2 separate regions of the Gossypium hirsutum genome follow, and region 1 is linked to region 2. Evidence: chromatin contacts called from public Hi-C data. All regions are on one chromosome and are shown on one strand. Each heading gives the region's core, a stretch centred on a gene start, on an enhancer-like site or on the middle of the called end of the contact. The rest is flanking DNA. Distances are from core to core; before and after follow the strand shown.

Region 1 (6,209 bases), core at 1,647-4,146, 190 kb after region 2:
CTCAAAGAGCAACCTTAAAATATGGGCATTACAATTATCTTGGGTACTGTTCAGTTGTTTTTCAACAACATTCGAAAACAAAAGCACAAGACCTATTTGAAAAAGAAAAATTAAGAATGTTATTTTTGGAAATAAAAAGACAAAAGAAAGCAATCTTGTCTATACTATAACAATTATGTTAGAAATGTGTTTCTATTAGTTATGTGTTCATTTTACTCGATGACCATTTGCATCTACTTTGTCAATTTCCCATCTACGTATAAATAGGATTTTCAGTAATGCAAGGAACAGTTAAGTTTATTTTTTGCACTTATGCTTTTCTTTGGAATTGCATGAATCAACTACCCCAGGTGTGAAGCCTTTGGGGCCTTGAAACCTTCAACTTGAAACCTAAGAAAATACAGGGGAGAATCTATGACATCTCCTTTTTGCTTATTTTTTAAATTTCAGCAAACATTCAGATCTAAAATCAAACCTGAAGCCTTTCCTTTGAAGTTGAGCCCTACAAAACCATATATCCAAGCATAAACTAACCCCTCAATAGTTGTACATAAAATAAACTTTAAAATCAAGGTCAGAAGACACAACTGCACAAAACCTTGAACTTCTTGATCCAATATTGATACTATGGCATATTTCTAAAGAAACCTTATTTGCCACATATTTACCCCTGTTTTCCCCCTCAAATAAGAATGGATATTTGCGATCAAACAGTAACTTGCATGTAGTCCAACATCAGGTACCAACCTTTTGACAATTAGAGGCTTGAATACAAATAACTAGTTCTTTAAAAGCCTAAGAAATTTCTCTATGCATAATTCTTCAAGTGCAATAGATGGGAAATGTTTGCAACTATAGCAGTTGATATTGCCAATTCAGTTAAACAAGACTAATTAGGAAGAAAACTAACAACGGGGCTTGAAGGGAGCAAACCTAAGGATCTAAATTAGCAGCCAACTGAAATAACTGTACCCTAAAACTTGAACTAGTAATTTAAAAGATGTAACTCTTATGTTAAAAAGCAACCAAATCTCTACATTCCAACCTGACAATGCTCTTCAGATAAAGCTTGATTAGAACGGATTATCTGATGCAGGTCAGTGTCCATCAGCTCGTACGCAATATAAACATCATTAAAGCATTCCCTTTGAGGTGGTGGAATTATATCCCTGATTGCAACAACCTGCATAAAAGGTGCAAATGAGACTAAACCACCATGATAACAAAAATGATATTGTTCTTCCCAGTTCTCTCTCTCACAGCCAGAGAAAAAGGAATTGGAGCAAAGAAAGAACATGTTATGACCAATTAATGTAAAGGGATTACATTCTCAGCTATGGTTTAAGCAAATTTTCACTAGTGATAGACAAGATTTAACCAACCTGAACAACAAAACAACCAAATTTGACCCAGAAAAATCTTCTACTGTTATACATAGATATTATTAATGTTTATAAATCAGAATAGTGCAAACCACTATAGGATAGGACAATACTGTTTAAAACTTGGAATTGAAATTTTAGTGGAGGAATTTGAGGCTTTTTACTAGCATAAATATGATCCAACATCTCATCTGAGAAAGAAAAATAATAACTTCCAGGGTTTACCTTACATAGAAAATATCTTACTTTCTATTCTTCACTCAAGGAAAGTTCCTAAATGCTGTACGAAAGCATAAAAACTAACACTTAGGAGAAAAATCTCTAGTCTTTACTCATTAATAATAATACACGTCAAACATCCCATGTTTTTAGCAATTATAGAAAAATAATTATTTATGCCCGTGATTGGATATTCCAGGAAAATGAACAAGTAGGTAAGCCAGTAATCATCGAGATCCTAAGAACTAAACTCATATCGAGCAAAGGTTTATTCAATGATTGGTGAGTGAGTTGAATACTCCTATGTTGCCACAGCTCTATTCCTCTAATTTTCCTCTGAGGTACCTATATAAGTCGAACACATATCTAATACTTAGAAGCCAAGAATCAAATGGGGGTTGTGATCCTATTACAACGAGTTGGAGTAATATTAGCCATAAAGAACATTAGAACAGCAAAACAGAACCTAAAACCAAAACACATAAAGGAATCAATGACAAATGAAATGAATCAAAATCAATTTAAAAGAACCCCCCAAAAAATTCCACTCACTGACGTTTTCATGATCCATGTGACGAAGCAGCTTGATCTCACGAAGAGTTCTCTTCGCATCAATCTTGTTATCAAATGCGTTCGCTATCTTCTTTAACGCAACGTGTTCATTTGTCTCGGAATTCAATGCGGAACTAAGATAAATTAAATTAAACAAAATTAACAATAATCAATCAAATAATCAAAAGAAGTAGAAGAAGCAGAAGAAGAGCGGTTACCAAACGATGCCGTAAGCGCCTTTACCGATAGGCATAATAGGTGGTTTATATTTAGCAGTGACCTCGAAAATGTTACCAAAGATGTTATACTGAATAAACCTACCGCCGTGGCTTAGAGTGGCCGGAATATTTTCCAGGCCAGCGGCCACCTGAGGCGGACGTTGCTGGTGGTGTTGTGGCTGTTGCTGGGCTGCTTCTGCCATCTCGGTGTCCGCCGCCTGTGGTGGTCCTCCGCCTTCCATTCTTACCTTATTTCCTGGAAAAAAGAATCTAAAAAGAAATTAGGGTGAGTGGGTGTACTGGAAGGATGCGTAGGATTTTATTGGTTAATAGATCTGTGCTGTTTTCTCTATTTTAATTTTTTTTCTGCAATACGAAACTGGTGCTGCCGTGTTCGGTAATTGTTCTTAAAAATTGATTCATGCGGTTTGATTTTAAAGTGTTTATTTAAGGATAATTATTGCAATAATGGAAGTAATAAATCGTTAATTGATATTAAAAAATAAAAATAAAGCATAAGACATTTAGCCCCTAAACTATGCAAGTTTTCCCATTTTGGTTCTAATCTCCTTTTTTTTTTTCACATTATTTTCTGAATTTGATAATTTTTCTAATTTTAGTAATATTCTTATAAAAGAATGACTCTTTTAGACAATAATTTGGCATAATATCAAACTATTATATAATCACATACCAAAAATGGAAAATTTTTGCCAAATTTAGGGACAAAATGTTATTTATCCTTAAAAATAATTTATTGAAAGTTAGTTTTTTTGGTTCTTTAATATAAACTTTTATAATATTTATTAATATAAGTGAATGGGATAGTTTTTTCCCTAATGCATTTTTTTTACCTCAACACTTGTTGTTGTCGAGTTCAAGGTGCATAGCAACGCTTTCAAGTTTTTCTTACATTTTGTTATTCCTTAAAAGCTTATGCTTTCTTCCACGGAAGATAAATTGAGAGATTTACTTACATTTTGTTATTCCTATCAATTCTTATTGAACAATGGAAACTAGAGACCCATATGTTTTGTCTCTTATGTGGTGAAGAGACAACAAGGCTAGAAGATGTAACATTGCTAATGGAGCTTCTAGTGGTCAAGTGTCTTGTAATTGGATCGTACCCAAAGGAGAATGGATGTTGATAAATAGACTAAAGATTTTCTATGCTATACAAAGGTCTACTGATCTGATAGAAATTCAAGTTATTGAAGTGATCCATAGTAAGCAATGAATTACAACTAACTAGATTACTAAATTTTGTCACTCAAGAACTAAAACTATTATTTACTTTAATTGAAGACTTCTCATGAGATCCAATTAGTGATTGGTTGCTCTTTCTATTGTTAATGGTCTTGGAATGAATTGCTATTAATGTTATGTCCTCCCTTTAAATGACATATCCTCTCAGTTTCAATAAGCTAAAAAGAAAGCCCTTGAGATCTCCTCTCAATCTCACTCGAGTAAATGTCGCACCTATCAGTTTTAGACGTTTGGCTCAACTAATTCTATTTTACCCAATAGAATCTCTTGTTGATCTTATCTATCTAAGTTTTTACTTAGGTTTGTCAAGTATAGGTTATCAAGTTGAACTAATCAATTATATAATGCATAAATACCAAAATTACGCAACAATCTCATCAACAATAATCCAAACAACCAATCACTTATTGAATTTAGCTTTTGATCATATCAAGTTGTTAGCTCGATTGGTCAAACCGAAACTGCCAAGAGGGGTGACTTGGATTTTTAAAAATTTAGGAAAGCTAGAGAGAAAAGATAGAAAGATGAACACAACGATATAGAGTGGTTTAACCCTAATTACCTACTCCACTTCCTTAGCTTTCCACAAATAAGGATTTTCTCAACTTCATTAATTTGTTCTACCTTTGAGGACAAGGTTTAACCTTACAACTCCTTCAAGATTTCTACCCAAATCTTAAGACATAACTCCTCTCAAAGAGATACAAGGAAGCAAACAAAGAAACTAATATTTACAAGATTGATGTGTTTGCAAATTAAGCTCAATTACAATGAAAAATGCTTGAGCAAAAGAATGGAAATAAGGCTCAAAAGTGTTTGAAAGAAAAATATGGAAATATATGGCACAAAGGTTGTTTTGATTTATCTTTAAGCTTGAATATTCTTTCTTGTTGTTTTAGGACCTTTAGAAGTTGGTATTTATACCCTCTAATTCATTTCCAGCCATTGTGGTTGTTGAGAAAATAAATAGAGTTGTTGGGGATGAAAATACCAGGTCATCAAAATTCACTTGCAACATAAAGTGTCAATACTTTTTGTATGAGTATCAATACTAGAGACATTTAATGCATGATTCAGTGATTGTTAAGGTCAGTTTCCAACAATACCAAAAATAATTTATCGATACCCAGTAAAAGGTGTCGATACTTGTTGACATTTTTGACAGATTATTAAAAACAGAATGCAAAAACGATATCGATATAAAGTTTAGGTATTGATAAAATTCAACAGGTATCGATATAATTTTCAAGGTATCGATACGTATTGTTTGTGTTCAATTTTGTATTCAAAACATATAGTAGACTTGGTATCAATAAAAATTAAGGTATCGATAAATTTGTACAACTATCGACACATTTTGGAAAACACCGATACTTTTTGTAGGGAACAGCTTTAAAACTGATTTGAAATCGTTGTAATTAAGTTGAAGAGTTTAAATTCATTTTCAGAACTTTGTCAAAAAATATTCTAAGTGTTTAAAGTATTTCTAAGATGTTTGGAAGTTTTGAAATATTATTCATGCTTTGAATTCTTTGTTCAAATTTTTTTTATTTAAAGATGTTTTCGTTTGTTATTCCAAATAAAGCTAGTTCAACAATCTCCCCCTTTTTGGTATAACAAAATGTTTTGGTAAATTTGTTTTTGAGTTTGTTACTCCCACTTTTTGAAGTTCAATTTGAATCAATTACTTGATTTTTTGAAATTTGGAAAAAAGGATTTGACATTAAAAAATGGTCACTTTGTAACACCCCTCACCTTTACCCGAGACCGGGACAAGGTACGGGGCATTACCAAAAAATACGGGCTATAAAATATCATTTCAATTTAAAACCGATCAAACAGAATTGTGTTGTCCCCAATATGGACCTACGAGGTCGAAAACATGCATTAAAAGTGATCCGGGACTAAACCGAGAACTTTGAAAACTTTAGGGAGTTTCTAGGCTTAAACCTCACACGTCCGTGTCCCTTACTCGTGTTGAATTATTGGAGTTTATTTTTTATTTCGAACCTACAGGGGTTTTCACAAGGCCGAGCACACACTCGTGTCTCTAGCCCATGTCCCTCGCACGGCCAAAACACACCCGTGTCCAAAAACCTGGACATTCTATTAATGACATCATCATGTATCTAGGGGCACACGACCAAGGCACACGCTCGTGTGCAGGGCCATGTTTTCCACACGGTTGAGACACATAGCCATGTCCTATCCGTGTGTTTACTACCATGCATACTAACCTAAAAATTCAAGGTACAGGGGACACATGGTTGAGTAACATGTCCAAGGGGCAGGCCGTGTGTCACACACGGCCTAGACACATGCCCGTGTGTCTATCTGTGTGTACCTTTTTGGAGGCTATTTTCCAAGCCAATGGTTACCCTCAACTTCCATACACATTTATAAACTTCAATGGTATTTAACATGGTCTAAATATGTCCGTAACCCACCTTGGCATAGTCAAATGCATGTTAACCTTATCTCATTGGTTTAGCACATGCTAGGTTATCCTTTTTGTATTAAGGATTACCACTTCAATAATCACATTTTATACTTGGCTCATTTCATAACTCAT
Region 2 (7,205 bases), core at 1,265-3,764:
GGATGAATATAACACCACTTTCATGTTTTCTTTTATTAAATACTTAATTATGCAACAATTATTGTTTTGCCCATGATTAATAAACATTTAAAACATTAACATATAAGGCCATTTTAGTCCACTTTCAATATAAATGGCATATTAACAACATAAGGAACTCATAATCAATACGCCATATCAAAAAGACACTTTTAACAGATAGCAAGCCATTTTTACATTTTATACGATTAGGTCCTTTTATCAGATTAAGCACACAAATGATCAAATTTTCCTACGAAACTTTTACAGACATAAATTCATATATTATAATGAGCACCCCACCCCACCAACAACTCTCGTTTGGATGAGCCATTGAGGATGGCTTCCACCTATCTAGCAATCAAAAACCCTTCCATCAGGGTGGTAGGTTTTAAAAGCTCTAGGTATTGCCCCACATCAGCTTTCAAATTACTGATGAATATACTGATAGCGTATTGTTTAGGTAACTGCAACTAATTTAACAAACTAATGAAAGAATTATAGTATTGATTGATCGAACCTGTATGTTTAAGGGAGAGTAATTCTTTCATAGGATCCTGGAAAGTTTGATATCCAAACTTGTCCTTGGGTTTTTGCGCATATGACTCCAATTCAACATGTGGAACCCCTTTGCCTTTGAGCATAAAAATGATGTCAATCGAGAGCCCTTCCCTCTAGATACAACATGACCATCCTTACTCTAGCATTCACCAAAATCTCCTCAGCCGAAAAGTACTATTCTAGTTTTGCCTACCAACCTCTAAATTTTGTACCGTCAAAACGAGGGCAATCCAATTTAGGGGGTTTAGTATTGACCTTGACAACATCGGACTTTTGGAATGGGAACAGGGAATCCTTAAGAGGAAATCTTGGTGGAGGCCCGCTCAACACTCCTTTCCCCTTGTCAGACAGTAAAAGTTTTCCCAAATATTGCTTAAATATACCATGAAGTTGACCTTGAAGCTCAACCTTCAACTTACCCCGAAAATCCTCCTTTAGTTTTTTGAACCTATCCCTAATATGACTATCCAATTTGTCTCCAATATGACTATCCAGTTGAGAGAGTTCGGATTGAAGCTCAGTGACTTCTTACTATAGATGAGTAACCTCCTTTTGTAGACAAGTGAAAATTCCATCCCCGACCATGAGAATTGGCTTGCTCTGATACCTTTGTTAGGAGATTGTTTCCAAGAAAACCAAGAGAACAAAAAACATAAAGAAAGAGCAGAGAAAGAAAATAAAATTTTCATTTATTTACTCAATAGCAAAAAACATGCCTTCCTTCTTTCCCTTATCCGTCGATTATAACAAAAAAGAATGATTGCCACATGGAAAGAAAGCAAAGGCAATTACAACTGAAACAAAACACAGCGTAATCAAAACTATTCATTTCATTAAAATCCCTTTTCCTCAAAACACTGTGTAGAATATTAAACACAAAACACAACATAATAATATAATTTAAAAACTTATTAAAGTACCCTTAACAAATATTTTGTTTTAAAAACGTACCCTAGAACTTTCAACAATTTCGAAGGCAGAGAGGATATTTATCTGAGTTTTTACTCTATTATCAAATTATCTAACAGTTGATTTTTATCTTATTAAATTAGATGGCCATTTCAACGAAGCGGTCTAAGAAAGAGGCGGCCCAAGAAAACCGGTTAAGAGAGGTTGCATATTAAAAATTAATTATCGTTTGCAGTAATACGGTTCCCTTATTTTCTTCTACATATCTCTCTTATCTATTTTCACATACCGCTCCAACCCGATTCGGCTCCGAAATGGACTCTGAGTCTGTAAGTTCCGCGAATCCCTCACGCTTGCCTCTGAGCATTTAGAAAGAAACCTTTCGGGAAAATAACATAAGAGAGAAAAAAAAAAGAAAAAACCGAATACATCCATTTCTAGGGCTTTAATTGAATGTATTCATCTATGTATTTAAAATTTAAATATTAATTGGACGTTAGTTATTTTCTTTTTCTTTTTCTTTTTCATATCTAGTTTTGAAGAATTCGCGATTGTAAATGCTGCTTAGGGTTCTTGAAGAATTGCTGCTTTGACATATATATATTTCGATTTGGAACGGGATTTCCTGGGTTGGTTTTTTAATGTTGGAACCTTTTCTTTTTGGAGGAGGTAGCCAGATTGGGGGGGGTTGATTTTAGGGTTTTTAGCCATTGATTTGCAAAACGGGAACGATAGGTTTGGGTTAGAGGATAATGTGTATACTGTGTGTGATTCAGAAGTGGTCTCGCCGGGTTGCTACGATGCTGCCTTGGTTAGTTATACCTCTCATAGGTTTATGGGCTCTTTCTCAGCTATTGCCACCTGATTTTCGATTTGAGATCACGTCCCCAAGGCTGGCTTGCGTTTTTGTGCTTTTGGCAACTCTGTTTTGGTATGAGATTTTAATTCCCCGGCTATCTGCTTGGAGGGTTAGAAGGAATGCACGCCTTAGGGAGAGGAAGAGGTTTGAGGCTATAGAATTGCAGAAGCTTCGCAAAACTGCGACACGAAGGTGCCGGAACTGCCTGACTCCATATAGGGATCAGAAACCTGGTGGTGGTCGGTTTATGTGCTCTTATTGTGGCCATATTTCAAAGAGACCTGTTTTGGACCTGCCAGGTCCACCTGGTCTGGGTATTTCAAATTCTGGGATCATTAAGGATCTTGTTGGAAAAAGTGGTAAACTCTTGAATGGAAAAGGATGGTCGGAGAATGGGTGGATGTGTGGGCAGGATTGGTTAGAGAATGGCAACTGGGTCTCTGGGTCTGTTGGAGGGAAGCCTAGCTATTGGTGGAAGAATGGCACTGGTGACTTTGGAGGAGTTGAAGATTGTTTGGCGAAGAAATCTTATTCAGGAATTGTTATTTTTGCATGCAGACTGTTAACGTCCTTCTTGAGCATTAGGTGGCTTTTGAGAAGGATTTTTGGGGTTAGTTCATCGAATTATGATGCTTCATCTGATGCAGACCACAGGGGCATGTTGACTAAGAGGGGTGAGAGTGGGACAAGCTTTCATGAGAGCAGAGGAGAAAAAGCACGCAGAAAAGCTGAAGAAAAGAGACAAGCTAGGTTAGAAAAAGAGCTTTTGGAGCAAGAAGAGAGAAAGCAAAGAGAGGAGGTTGCAAGATTGGTGGAAGAAAGGAGGAGACTGAGGGATGAAAAACTGGAGGCTGAAAGAGATCGCAGCAAATTATCACCATCTGCAAAGGAGAAAGAGATAAAAAGGGAAGCTGAAAATAAGTCTAAAGAGAGAAATAAAGAGAAAGATAAAGCATTTAGTAAGAGCCACACTGATGCAGAAGAGCTTGAAAAGAGAGCTGTTAAGGAAACTGAACTGAAGCATGACTTTGATAAGAAGTGTGAGATTGATTTCTGGGAACATCTGAGGTCTGGGTCTGATAATCTCAAGGGCAATGCTCTAGAAACAGGACATGTAATTAAAAGTACTCCTGCAATTAATTTTAGCCGGGGAAATGGTGGAACTAGATACCTTGACCGTATGAGGGGTACATTTTTGTCATCCTCTAAAGCTTTTACAGGAAGTAGTTTCTTTGGAAAGAATACTAATATTCCTGCTATTGCAAAAGAAAAAAAAACTAATAATCCTGTAGACCATGCCCATACTTCAGCCGATAGGAGGGATTTCTGTCCATCTGAACGAGTAGCTGGGAAGTTGAGTATGGATGGAGATGATAAGAATGCTAAAAACAACCACTCTGTAAGTTATTTGGCCCTGTTATTTGAGTTCATTATTTAGTAAATTAGTTCAATTCTTACCTTTCTGTGTATGATAATGAAAATACGGGCAATTTATTTTGAAATGATCCCAAATGCAAAGTAGAGTACTACTATGGCTGTATTAAGAGCAACCATCAGCCAGCTGATTCCAGTGGTAAATGAAATTTTCAAGCTTTCCTTGTTAGTAATATAATTGTATTATGTTATGTGCCTTGGCGTAGGATCTAGTCACAGGTCTAGACGAGAAAGAATTCTTGCTTCGACCTATGGTTACTCAAAAGGCAGATTCGTCCTTGACTGAACCCTCTTCCCAGACTAACTTTTGTGATAAAAATAAACTGCTTACTTTATTTCATGTTGTCAGCCTTTTTATAGGCTGTTAATTACAAAGGGAAAGTCCTAATATAATTCCTAATTTAAAGTTTATAAGGAAATAAAAAACCTAATATAATAAGTAAAACTAAAACTCTAAAGAAATTAAATAAATGTAAAACTCTAATTCCTGTTCCTTCTCTGATATTGTTTTCAAATGAAAACATCATATTATTGTTGTCATTTTTTCCCATGTGTGGTCCAGCACATAGTTTCATGTATTGGTTCTAAATGCGAGCCCCGAAGTTATTGGTGTCATGGCTTGTTGGTTTGGTTGGGCATATCTCATATTTTCCCTGGAATCAGCATGTTTTATTTATGTAGAATCTGATGTTTTCTCGAAGATTATGTGGCCTTTGGTACACATTATAGAACTTTATGTAGAAATAAACAATGCTAAAATATTGAGTTGTTCAATGCAGATGCTTTCAGAACCCCAACTGTGGGCAGCACCCAAAAAGTCTTGGCAACAGTTATTTACTCGTTCCCCTTCTCTTCCTCCCGTCTCAAATGCAAATGTTATTAGTAGACCGACTTCGAAGAATAAACCAGCAGCTCAGGGCTCACAATTTCCTAGTCATTCAACAATACAAACATTTGATAATCCTATCAATTTTGGACTACCATCACCATTTATATCTATGTACACAAATGGAGTCCCTAGCAGTAGTTTAGGTTTCTCACCAGCTATTGAACCCATTTTCCCTCGTGCTGCTGAAGGGCTAAGTGAAATTATACCAGAAGAACCAGAGCTTTTTGAAGACCCCTGTTATGTTCCTGATCCTGTATCCTTGCTTGGGCCTGTTTCTGAGTCGCTTGATAATTTTCAGTTGGACTTGGGTGCTGGGTTTGGGACGGATGTGGGAATGGAAAGGCCTCGTGGTTTGAAGAATATATCTGCTTCTTCTGAAATTAACAAGCCCTCACCTATTGAATCTCCTTTGTCAAGATCACGTTCTGCTACCCCAAAGGCCCAAGATCTTCAAACTTCTCCTGTGGATGATACTAATGCAAATGAGAAAAGGACATGGCAGATGTGGAGCAGTTCTCCCCTTGGTCAGGATGGTCTGGGCTTGATGGGTGATCCAGCAAGCTGGCTGCTACCCCTGGAACATAATAGATCAAACAAGGATGACTTTTTGCACCCTTCTTCTCAGAAAACTATGGCATCATTGTTCACAAAAGAGGACCCTATACTTGCTGGAAAACAATCTCCTCAGATGGTTTTTCTTGGTAATGGCCAGAATGGTGGAACATTCAGTCCTGTAACCGGCCTGAGTGATCATGATCCATGGTTACAGGATACTTCCTTTCCATCATTATGTGGCAGTAATAACCATTTTCCTAACAAGTCTCTGGACGAAATGAGTTATGGAAGTCTCAATGGATCTGCAGGCACCCATCCATTCGAGCCTTCTGCTGCAAAATGTTGGCCCAAGTGAGTCAATCAAACTTATATCCTACCCTTAAATGCTAATATTTCACATATTTGTAGATGGCAAAGAACTTCGAATGTTGTCTATTTTATTTCTTAAATTGTTTAATCATTGATTTGAGTGAGATATCTTTACTGTTAGCATTTTAATTTGGCTCTATTGACTGTAGGAATTGTGCCAGTGCAAATCATTAGTCTTTAGAGTTTAGAGTTTAGGGTTAGCGATGTATCAATGAGCATCATTGATTTGTTGTTGAGTTTGCTTATTAAATCGGTTCCATAAGTCAGATTATTGTTGAATCTCAGCAGTAGAAATGGGGTCGATCAAAGGTTTCCAAATTTCATTTCTACCTTTTGGTTTATTTTGCATGCTTCTTTGGTCACTGGGAAATAAATGCTGTGGCTTGAATCTTAGTATGTGACCAATTGAGGTTAAATGGTGCAACTGTTGACTATCATTCGAGTTACAGTGTTCTCGTTGTTGCTTGTAGTGAAACTGATGTTGGTGGCATCTTTGGAGTTATTCCTCGTATTGATGTCTTTTATCATTATTGAACTGTTGAGGGTATAATTGTAGTGTTTGTAGCCATTCACTTAATCCATCTGGAAAAATGGTCTTGTTTGCCCATGTTTGTTTAATGCATTTGAACTTATAATGGTTATCTAACATTTGGGGGGTACTGTTTTCTTTTGGCAGAAAGGAATGGGTTATGCAAGATTCAGAACAACCAGTTGGGAAGTCTTCTATTTCAAGGCCCCATGTTGGCGGTTTATTTCACAACCAGATGTACAGTCACTTTGGTAATTTGATTGAAATAGAAAAACAAAAGTGACACAGCTAATTGGAGGATTTACTCGATGCATGCTTTGAAACACAATAACAGCTCTTGATCCTACTTTGTCGATCATAGTTAGATTTGCGATATCATAATGTTGGTAGTTCGGTAGACTTGAACTTTGGTACATGGACTCAGATATGATGGATACGGGTATATTTAATTTTTTTTTTCTTATTTGGCTGATGTTTACATGGTTATATTCCATATACATATTCATGTTCGAATATTCTTACAACACAGTTACTCGGAGAAAATTCAAGAAAATTGAAAAGTGGATACAATCTTTGTACAATCCTGTTGAAGAGAGATCCAGAGATGACTGTATGCATGAACTTACAGTTTTCAATATTTGTGGGTTCAGTTGAAGTAGATGTACACACGTATGAAGTACCCCATAGAAGTAATATCTAAATACGAGTAATTTTATAAATATTAGAGATTTAATAACATGTGAAAACTAGAGTTAGCAAACTAGCAGGTTCTAATTAGGCTTACTTCGGATTTGAATTTTTGTTTACTTCGGATTTGAATTTTTTCAAAGGTCTGACTTTTTAGACTTTTTAGAGCCTGGATTAATTTGGGCTCGGGACCTTTTGGATTCAGATTATTTCAAGCTCGAATTCAGATCATTTCGGGCTCAAATTCATTTAGACGGGCTCTAGCAAATTTAAAAACTATGGATTTTGTGTTATAATTTTTTTAATTTTAAATGGAATAATATATTTTACATTTATGCAATGAGAACACAACTCAAATTTGCTTTATAAATAGTATAAATTATATATATATTTAA

What was found. Hi-C and Micro-C count contacts between places; a contact is called where the count stands out from the background.
Region 1: a Hi-C map of petal shows a contact between it and region 2, with 2.8 times the contacts expected there. The contact joins the promoter of LOC107887044 here to the enhancer-like site in region 2. A contact is called at or near these places in 10 of 34 Hi-C or Micro-C datasets (callus, hypocotyl, leaf and 1 more).

Annotation. Positions count from the first base shown.
Region 1 is chrA03:36,441,915-36,448,123 of Gossypium_hirsutum_v2.1, forward strand. LOC107887044 (mitogen-activated protein kinase homolog D5) reads right to left here and starts at 2,897. Exons shown (of 6, transcript XM_041098178.1): 1 at 2,372-2,897; 2 at 2,158-2,287; 3 at 1,046-1,183. The coding sequence starts at 2,613.
Region 2 is chrA03:36,248,762-36,255,966 of Gossypium_hirsutum_v2.1, forward strand. It overlaps the pseudogene LOC107887043. Among protein-coding and RNA genes, the nearest start is that of LOC121226513, 22 kb to the right of the region's middle. Within about 2 kb of position 2,515, at least 5 of the 9 cell types and tissues checked have an H3K27ac peak or open chromatin away from gene starts, as enhancers often do.